3 separate regions of the Mus musculus genome follow, and regions 1 and 3 are each linked to region 2. Evidence: chromatin contacts called from public Hi-C and HiCAR-type data. All regions are on one chromosome and are shown on one strand. The core of a region is the stretch at or near the end of the contact, and the rest is flanking DNA. Distances in the headings are between cores, read along the strand shown. Region 1 overlaps Cacna1c (calcium channel, voltage-dependent, L type, alpha 1C subunit). Region 2 overlaps Dcp1b (decapping mRNA 1B). Region 3 overlaps Cacna1c (calcium channel, voltage-dependent, L type, alpha 1C subunit).

What was found. Hi-C and Micro-C count contacts between places; a contact is called where the count stands out from the background. HiCAR-type assays count read pairs that join an accessible place to other places.
Region 1: a HiCAR-type map of astrocytes shows a contact between it and region 2, with 2.0 times the contacts expected there. The contact joins two enhancer-like sites. A contact is called at or near these places in 1 of 115 datasets of contacts at active chromatin or transcription factors (astrocytes) and 1 of 9 other capture datasets (embryonic stem cells).
Region 3: a contact with region 2 is called in a Hi-C map of the N1E-115 cell line, with 4 times the contacts expected there. The contact joins two enhancer-like sites. A contact is called at or near these places in 2 of 484 Hi-C or Micro-C datasets (the HL-1 cell line and the N1E-115 cell line).

Annotation. Positions count from the first base shown.
Region 1 is chr6:118,737,127-118,740,178 of GRCm38.p6, reverse strand. All of the region lies in intron 8 of Cacna1c (calcium channel, voltage-dependent, L type, alpha 1C subunit), which reads left to right. Among named protein-coding and RNA genes, the nearest start is that of 1700080F18Rik, 100 kb to the left of the region's middle. Within about 2 kb of position 1,333, at least 8 of the 459 cell types and tissues checked have an H3K27ac peak or open chromatin away from gene starts, as enhancers often do. A contact at or near this core is called in astrocytes, where this site is marked.
Region 2 is chr6:119,218,059-119,221,130 of GRCm38.p6, reverse strand. Dcp1b (decapping mRNA 1B) reads right to left here. Exons shown (of 9, transcript NM_001033379.3): 9 at 1-1,128. The coding sequence ends at 1,051. Among named protein-coding and RNA genes, the nearest start is that of Cacna2d4, 17 kb to the left of the region's middle. Within about 2 kb of position 1,685, at least 26 of the 459 cell types and tissues checked have an H3K27ac peak or open chromatin away from gene starts, as enhancers often do. A contact at or near this core is called in the N1E-115 cell line and astrocytes, where this site is marked.
Region 3 is chr6:118,844,726-118,847,425 of GRCm38.p6, reverse strand. All of the region lies in intron 3 of Cacna1c (calcium channel, voltage-dependent, L type, alpha 1C subunit), which reads left to right. It overlaps 1700080F18Rik (a long non-coding RNA gene), which reads right to left. Exons shown (of 2, transcript XR_003956354.1): 1 at 1,147-2,700. Among named protein-coding and RNA genes, the nearest start is that of 1700080F18Rik, 5.5 kb to the right of the region's middle. Within about 2 kb of position 1,330, at least 34 of the 459 cell types and tissues checked have an H3K27ac peak or open chromatin away from gene starts, as enhancers often do. A contact at or near this core is called in the N1E-115 cell line, where this site is marked.

The DNA.
Region 1 (3,052 bases), core at 84-2,583, 480 kb after region 2:
GACTTTTAAAGATGAGTAGCTTGAGCCAAGACACGTCACTTTTCTGGCAGTCGGCAGACTTGGGCCTGAAGGCTTAGTTTGGATCCTGTTTTCTTATCACTGGCTGCTAGCTCTGCATTGAATAAGTCTGGTTGTCGCGTAGCCCGGAGCTCTAAACCAATATATGTATGGAACTTAAATTCCATTTTCTTCCCTCAGATGTTAGGGACCAAATCTTAGCATGTAGCAATACAATCTGGAGAATGCGAACCAGACTCTGAAGGCTCCGTTTTCATCCTTACAGCCATTGCTGTCCCTGTCTCCCACAAGTGTGGCCAACCTGCTGGTGTCGAGTCAGAGATGTTAAAGGAGCAGCTGCTGATGCTGGCGAAAGATCATTTTGAAATGACACCTTGGTCTCATTTAGATCAAGTAGTTACATAGATGTGCATAATCCAATGTTTTGATGCTTAATGGCTTTCAGAACATTTGATTGACATGGGACAGGAATATAACGACTCTTTAGCCTCTGAACCTGCAGTTCATTTGCTCTGTTCTGGGGCCTGCTAGCACCCGAGCATCCACAAAGTTGCAGCATGCTCCGGGCAGTTCCAGACACATTGATGGGCCCTTTGTCCAGCCAGCCAGATGTCTGTAAGCAGTTGTCCACCCCTTCTGGCTTTTGTCAAGGTCCCGTGACTCTGAATGCATTGCCTCTAACCTGTGCAGTGACAAACCAGGAAACAAGCTCCAGTGAGTTTAAGCCACACTGGTGATGGTTTAAAATTGGCATCTTGATTAATAAGGACAGCAGTGTAATTGTTAACCTCAAATATTCAGGGGGGAAATCCCACTCATTCATCAGCTAGACGTGAGTTAGACCAACCTTTCAGAAAAACGAGGAAGCCTTGGAGCCCATGAAAGCACTATCCCAAGGATGGCACAGTCTGTCTCCCCATACTGTGTCAGAGCCTGTGCTCTGCATAGCTCATGTTAGTTGATTCAGTGTTCATGACAGCTTCATGAGCTAGAAGCTACTCATGCTTCCATTTCACAGAAGGAAAGACTGAGGTTCAAATGAGGAAGCTGCATCCATTCTAATAGAAAAGTTTAAAGGATGGAGGGCTGGGCCAGAACATCATCCATCCACAGCCTCTTCTTGTCACTCCACAGTTGCAGGAGGAAGTGGGAAGGGGAGATCAGACACTACAAAAAGGAGAGGTGTTGCAGAGCAGTCTGCAAGCTTCCAGACACGGCCAGGGAATGGAAAGAGCTGGGAAATGCTGCCTGGCTGGCCCAGGAGGGCTCGTTGTTCAGTGGGAGAACTGGAAACTTGGCAGAGCTCAATGGGCCCAGAGAGCAGAGGCATTTCAACTGCAGCTGTGAAGTATTCTGTGACTGAAGGGTTAGGGTGTGAACCTGACATCCACCAATTAAAAATTACAGCTCAATGAAGTAATTCATCCTCACAAACTATGTCCTTTTGTCAGCAAGGCGAGGCTAAAGTGTGCCCACTGTGTTCAGAGCAGAGCAGGGATGGCATCCCATAGAGTTTCTATTGTAAATGTACAAACTTCCATATTTTGGTTACCTGAGGGTTCTGCATCCTTTATCTGCAACCCTCGCATATCCAGAAGGCCTTTGTTCTGACAAGGCCACCTAGAACATACTGTGTGAAGGACACACAGCTCTTGGACTCTTTTCACAAATCTTCCTTGTTATGTAGTGATCCCATATCTACGCTATGCAAGGCACAGGTCTGGCAGCAGTGTAGGTAACAATTGGATTGGAATTACTTTCTCCTCCAGAAATCCCAGCCTCCAGCCCATTAGAAGCCAAACAGTGACTGTGAGACTTTTGAAATTACATTTGAGTCTATGGGTGAGGGAGTGGAAGTATGGACTCTGAAATCTGGGCCTTTGGATGTGCCTGCACCTAGAATCTCTTAGCTGGGCATCCTTTTTCACATCAGGAGGCAGGCATGTCTTTTGCCTGTAAAAGCAGAGTCCCTGATGGGTGGGAAAGTTACAGCCTGGAAGTGTACCTGGACTATGATGTTAAAATAGAAGGTCCAGACTGAGGACTCCCCTACATGCCATGGTGGGAGCAGAGAGCTGACTACAGAGTTGATCCTCATCCTTCAGTGGTTGCACTCTGTCAAGTCACACCGGACAGTGCACCGGTGAATGCTGATCAACGGTGCAAAGTACAGAGTTAGACCCCTGCCAGTAAGTATCTAGTCGCATTTGGCAACCAGTTAAAACATAGCCCTAGAGCCCTATGTGTGTTTCTGCACACAAGTTATTTAGTAACTGTCACCCATTTGTTAACACGAGACTCGCAGCTACCAGTACTGTAACTCATGCCGGTGTGATCCCGATCTGACACACATTTTCTCCGTAAGCCCCAAAATACAACAACAACAAAATGCCAGTAAATAAACTGACCCTAAATAAAGACATTTGCTAAGTTATGAAAACTGACTTAAGGAGAGCCTCTCACCTTGTTTGACCTTAGCAGGAAGCATGGAACACATTTTTATTTTGCCATTACATGCGTATTCATACATGAGAGTGCCATGAATATTGATTTTGGGGTCTCAAACAAATCTTAGCAAACCCAGTAATAGCAGAGTTCTTATTTGTCTCTTCACTATTGATTTTCAAAGGGCCTAATATCCCATGGTCAGCATGATTAGTCCAACCCATATCCTATTGCCTGCCTTACATGGTAAGCACCCCTCCTCCCATATTTTATCTTGGCCATTTTGCAAGCAACAGATGCGCTTCTGCCTTGTGACAAATCCCGTAGTAGTGACTGGCTGTCTTGCTGGCTCTGGCCCCTGGGCTGGGCATAGCCAATCAGGCTGGGGTTGCATGTCTTTATTAGCTCAGTCTCAAGAACAGGCACGTGGCAGGCATGCAGAGGAAAGGGAACCAGGGGCTGTCACCCAGTGGAGTTCCATGCAGCCCATGTGACTGCGTCCCCGCCCATGGTACTATCGAAGCACCATGTTACCTTGCTGCCCAGGCCATATCTTCAGCCCTTCCCCCCACAGCATGTCCTTCCTCTA
Region 2 (3,072 bases), core at 436-2,935:
GAGGTGGTGTCCCAGAAGCCCCATGCTGCTGCCAGGAGGGAGGACAAGGGTCAAAAGCTTCCTGGTCTGGGTATCAGAAGCTGTAAGGAAACCTGCACCCCCACCCCAGCCTCCATTTTAAATTCTCCATAGAAGAGTACGATTCAACTATAAAGGGCTAACTCAAAGGTCTTTTTATGACCCAGGAATAACTAGGACAGTAAAGACAAAGCTTTATTCATTGTGAATACTTAGCAGGGCTGATGCCCACACGCACTGTTGGGGATGCAAGGCAGTCGGTCGGTCTGCTGTCTCCCCTTGAATTTTGCTTCTTACCTCTCTGCACAGGACACAGAGGTGAGCTCTACAGAGCTTGGAGAATCTTCAACCTTCTGCCCCAGAATAGCCACTACCTCTTCTCATGGGCATTTTCTAACTGTGGCTGTCTGAAAGCCAACTTGAACTGAGAAACGGAGCGTTGCTTCAAGCCGGGGCCGCTGCTGACACTTAGAACGAAAGCTGGCTAGAAATGTCTTCAGAAAGATTCTTCCTCCAAAGGCTCAGATCAAACATGCCAAATGGAGCTTTACAAATAAAAGGCTGACTTTGGTAAAGTCCTCATTGCTTCCGAAAACACGGAACCCTTAGTAGGCAACTTGTGGGGTAATATTGCCCCCTGGTGGTTATCAAGCACCATGGCACACAGAGCCCAACCCTGAGAAACTGCCTTCTCTACCCTGAGCGATTCTATTAATAAATAGCTCTGAGAACCTCCCTTCGCATGAAAAACTCTACTCTTCCTCAAATGGCCTCATAAATGGAGGAAAAATCGAACCTTACATGACCTGGCCAGAACCATCTAACTGCTCAACTTGTAGTACCAAGTAAAGGGGAGAGTGTGATTTTTTTAAAAAAAAAAACAAGGAACAAAACCCCCAGACATCAGACAGTATAAAACATTTTACTCTGTATCACTATACTTTGTTAAAAAGGCATAAGTGTGTTTGGTCACACCAGTTCACATGAAGAACCTGGAAGATCAATTCTTAGTCTTTGCTCTCATGTAGCTGGTTACGTGGTTCTCATGGCTGCTTGTGTCACGCTGAAGAGATAGGCTTCATAGATTATGCTTAAGAAGTTGTCATCATTCTGGAAAACAAAGCCAACAGGTCCAGGGACCATTACTCAAGTAGCAAAAGCCAAGACTTCCTGCCTGCCTGGAGCTGAGCTGGCCTTACCCACCTCGGCTGTTTGTGCTGACAGCCAGCAGGCAGGTTGGCCTGTGTGTGGATGTGAAGGGGCTGGAGGCGAGGCTGGGCAGAGCTGCCCGATTTCACTGTCCACATGTGAAGACCATGTGCTCAGAACACCCAGCACAGCCAGGAGGAACGAGCCACACGAAGTGTCTCGGCCATTGGGTAGGAGCTGGCGAGTTGGAATGGTCCTTCCTAAACACCCTCCAGGCTGCCGGGAATGTCTGTGTGTCAGCCTTTCAGGCATTCACTGGGTTTTACCCACAGCGTGGCTCACTGGTAATTTACCAAAGCCAGCAGGGTTTCTTCCCATGGCCTGCGGGAAGCCTCCGGCCTTGGCAAATGAACAGCAGTAGCTAGGGAGTCTCTGCGCTCTTCTGTCTAGGTAAGGAGGGAAGGGAAGGCTGGGTCTAAGCAGTGCTGTTCTTGATGAATGCTAGAGGCTTTCCCCTCCCACTCAAAGGCAATGAGGCTTCTGCAGTCACCTACGTTTCACCCTCTCTGACGTACTCCTTCTCCACACCACAGTCAGTGACGTGCTCAAAGGACGAATAAAGAGATTATTTCTGCCTTTCCTACAAAGATGCCCTGAGTCACTTTTAGTAGTGTATCAGGGATACCAAATTGGCACCATGGAGAAGTGTGAAACACACACAGAGACCAGAGGCCACAGGACTGAATGGCTAAGTCAAAACACACAGCCCTGGGTTATGCGACCAGAGGGGAGTGAGCCAAGAAAAGCAACAATCCCTAAAATCTAAGCTTAGGCTTACATTTCTTTACTGTTCTGATAAAGAAATTTGTAGGCATTTGTTCTAAATTCTCATGAACTTACCATGTTAGGCTATCTGTAAGAGTTTCTGTCTTAGTGCATACGTAAGCTTAGTGACATAATTAAACAGGGAGGCTCAATCACAGCGGACTGCGTTCTCCTTCCAAACAGATGCTCATTTCCAGTCCCATCCTTTTTGTTCTTTCTAAAACATGTTATCTTAGAAATGTTTTCAGTAATAGGGATTAAACAGCAACTGGAGAACCAGACACACAAAGGCTGGCCTGTTCTCCTGCAGCAGTCTGATGCTTACACAGAGCCTGCAGACACCTTCAGGACGGCCTACCGGGATTCCTAAACACATTAGTTGAGGTGCCTGCTTCTCTGTGGCTTTGAGCACTACCCTTACCAAGGCCTATCATTCACTCAGGAGAATGCTCCACTATACAATGGAACATTAATTTACAAAGGCCATACGAGGGGAGATGGGAGCACAGCAGCCAGGCTCAGTGTCACACCAGACCAAACACAAGCCTCAGTTTCCTTGTCTGTGGAATCAAACAAGAGGGTCTTAACTGTTAATTTTACAGATTTATTTTGTGTGAATGTGTATGTATTTGTGTGAGAAGACCACACTTAGGAATCTCTTCTCCCATTATGGGGATCATCAGGCTTGGTGGCAAGCACCTTTACCTGATCTCGTTAGCCCATATAAGAGGCTTTCCTGTAAGCATTAAAGTTAAAGTAGTACACAGCACAGTTCGCTGTGAGTTACCACACAGAGCAGCAGAGACACTCAAGGCAGGGGCTGACAAGGCATCTTATCATTCCACCCTGTTCTCAGCAGCAGGTTTCAAAACCGTAGCAGCTTGCCCTACATGACTCTACGACTATTCCCAAGAGTGAGCTCCTAGGGTGCCCTAGCTGGCCGATCCTTCATCACATGGTCCCTTTCTTTCTGGCTGCTGGCACCTAGGAGGCCTTACTCATTCCTCCAAGTCACAAATCTCTTGAAGCCCTGAGAGATCTCATCCAGTTAACTGAGTTTAGAAGCTGTTGGGGGAGGTG
Region 3 (2,700 bases), core at 81-2,580, 370 kb after region 2:
TTGATTCTCAGCCTGTTTTTCTTACATACCCCAAGAGTACCTGATCAGAGGTAGTACCACCCACATTGGGCTGGGACCCTCCTACATCAATCACTCATTATGAAAATGTCTCCCACCAACTTCCCTACAGCCTAATCTCATGGAGGCCTTCTTCTCAATTGAAGATCCTTTTTACCAGATGACCCTAGCTTGTGTCAAGTTGACAAGAGTCTAACCAGCCCAGTGAAGCTGTAATTAACAAGATTCCCCCGGCCTCACTGCCGGCCAGGGCTCAGTAGTGACTCCAGCTGCCTACACTGCAGAGAGTATTGTATTGGCACAGGCCACCAGATTAAGAGGAATGAAGACAAACAGGGCCCTTCTCACCTGGGAGGACCATAGATTAAACCAACCTTAAGTTGTTAGAGAAGGATGAGATAAACAAGCAAGCTAGAAGAGTGGAGAGTCAGACCAGGCAGGGAAGCAGAGTATCGGTCATTCCCTCACACCACCCGCCTCAGCACAGAGCTCTCCTCCAGTGGCTGTTTTAATAAACGTCACAGAAACTGCAAAGATTGCTCACGGAGAACCCACCGCCACAGCTGCCCCTTAGTCCCTGCTGTTACTTGGGGAAGAGGAGTCTGTGTGCCCACAGAAAGCATTCTACAGTAGAGAACACACCGGATCAGAAGGCCAGGGGACTTGGGGCAAGTCTGAGCTCCGTTTAGGAAAGCATTCCTTGTCAGGCTCACAAAGTCTCTATAAAGTCACGTGTATGATGCTCCCAGGAGATCTGTGCTTGGAGATGGACGGAGTGGGTAAGGCCTCTCAGATCTTGTAGCTCCCACCCACAGCACAATGCGGGGATATACAACATTCTCAACCAACAATAGGTGAGCGAGCAGTTGCTCGGTGGCTACTTCAGGGACAGGACGGAGTGAAGCAGATACACTGGGATGGCTGGGATACTGCTGGAGTTTCCTGTCACTTCTTAAAGGGGTCGCCTTGCCCTTCTGTGACAGGCAAAGAGGCACTGGCATTTTGTGTCACAATAGGGACCATTCGCGTCCCAGGAATCCTCTGCCCCGGGGAAGCCGTGGAAGGCTGAACTCTTCTATTCAGTGTTCTCTGAAGACTCTGGCACTGAGGTCTAACCAGGATACCTACCGTGGTCTTGGACTGATGGCTCAGCCTTTTATGGCTGGCTGGGTGTGTTCCTAGCTCACCTTTCTGTCCTCACTTGTGTCCACAAAGAGAGGACAGTACCCCCTAGGAGCAGAGTTGCCCAGGGCCTGTCTGCCTGCAGATGGATGGCAGTAATCACAGAGAGGGGGATCTGGCCTTTTCTGAAGGGCCACCTGCTGCTGCCATTGTCACATTCTGTGCTCTGCTGCCATCCTCTGCGGGGGTGGAGCTGCAGCTTGGCAGCCCTGGGCTAATAATTAGGGGTGGGGCAACTCCACAGCTGGTGAGATATTTGGGGAGGAGCCTGGAGGAGAAGGGAGGGCTGGGATCCAGCCAACAAAAGGAGAAATTAAATGGGCTGTCCTAGGAACCCATAGTTAGCATTTCAGCTCCGGAGCAGTAGCTGGAGGTTCCACAGAAAGCAAGACTTTCATGAGTGCTTTGTGCCCTCCCTCCCTGGGGTGCCTTCTGCTTCTCAGTTCTTCTTCTTCTTCTTCTTCTTCTTCTTCTTCTTCTTCTTCTTCTTCTTCTTCTTCTTCTTCTTCTTCTTCTTCTTCTTCTTCCCCTCCTCCTCCTCCTCCTCCTCCTCCTCCTCCCCTTCCTCCTCCTCCCCCTCCTTCTCTTTTTTTCTGGAAGTCTGGGATCAGTAACCTAAGCTACTGACAGAGGGCACCATACTGGCCAGGCTCAGGACCCAGGCTGGGCTTTTTTTTTTCAGACAGTGTTGCTGTTCCTATTTCATCTTAGTGTGCCACCCTTGTGGCTCACGGGCTCACAGGTGGCTCAGGAGTCTCTCCCAAAGAGAGATACTGTGTTTTATTCACTCACACTATCAGCATCCATCAAACTGTCATTTTGGTTACGGGGTGACAGCCAGGACATTTCAAAAAGCACACTGCTTTTCTCACTGCAGCCGTGGATGCTGGGCACAAAGGCAGTGTTATCTTTGCCCATGTAACTGACACTGTGGACTCAGAAGCACAGCGTGTACGCATTTATCCATGCAACTGACACTGCTCACTTAAAACCGTGGCCACCTCTGCCCCATTCTGCTGCTGGCTGAAATGAGGTTCATAGACAATTTATAATTGCCCCTAAGTCACACCAGTAGTGAGGACAAAGGTGGAAAGCCATCTGTGACTCCTAGAGTTCTTTCTAGCTCTGTGTGCCATCTGAAAGTGGCTTACAGGGTCTCCCCATGTTGCATGGGAGTGTCGCCATCTCTTACATGGGAAGGCAGGATGAGAAATAGTCCTAAGGTTCCCTAATCAAACAGGTGTAATAGATGAGTGGCCTGTGTAGATTCCAGTGGTTTCAATGGAGGGAATATGGAGATGCACATGGTCAAGGTGCATGGCTTTGCATAGGTAGTGTGCACTCGTGGGCTTGAGGACACATTCACACACATCTTAGTAGATCAAGGATGCTATTGCCCTTCCTTCTTCAGGCTTCTGTGCCTTCCAGATGTAAGTTTGACATAGCACAGCCACCCTGGTGGTGGTGGAACACCAGGCCTTAGGAGTAAGCTACCAAAAT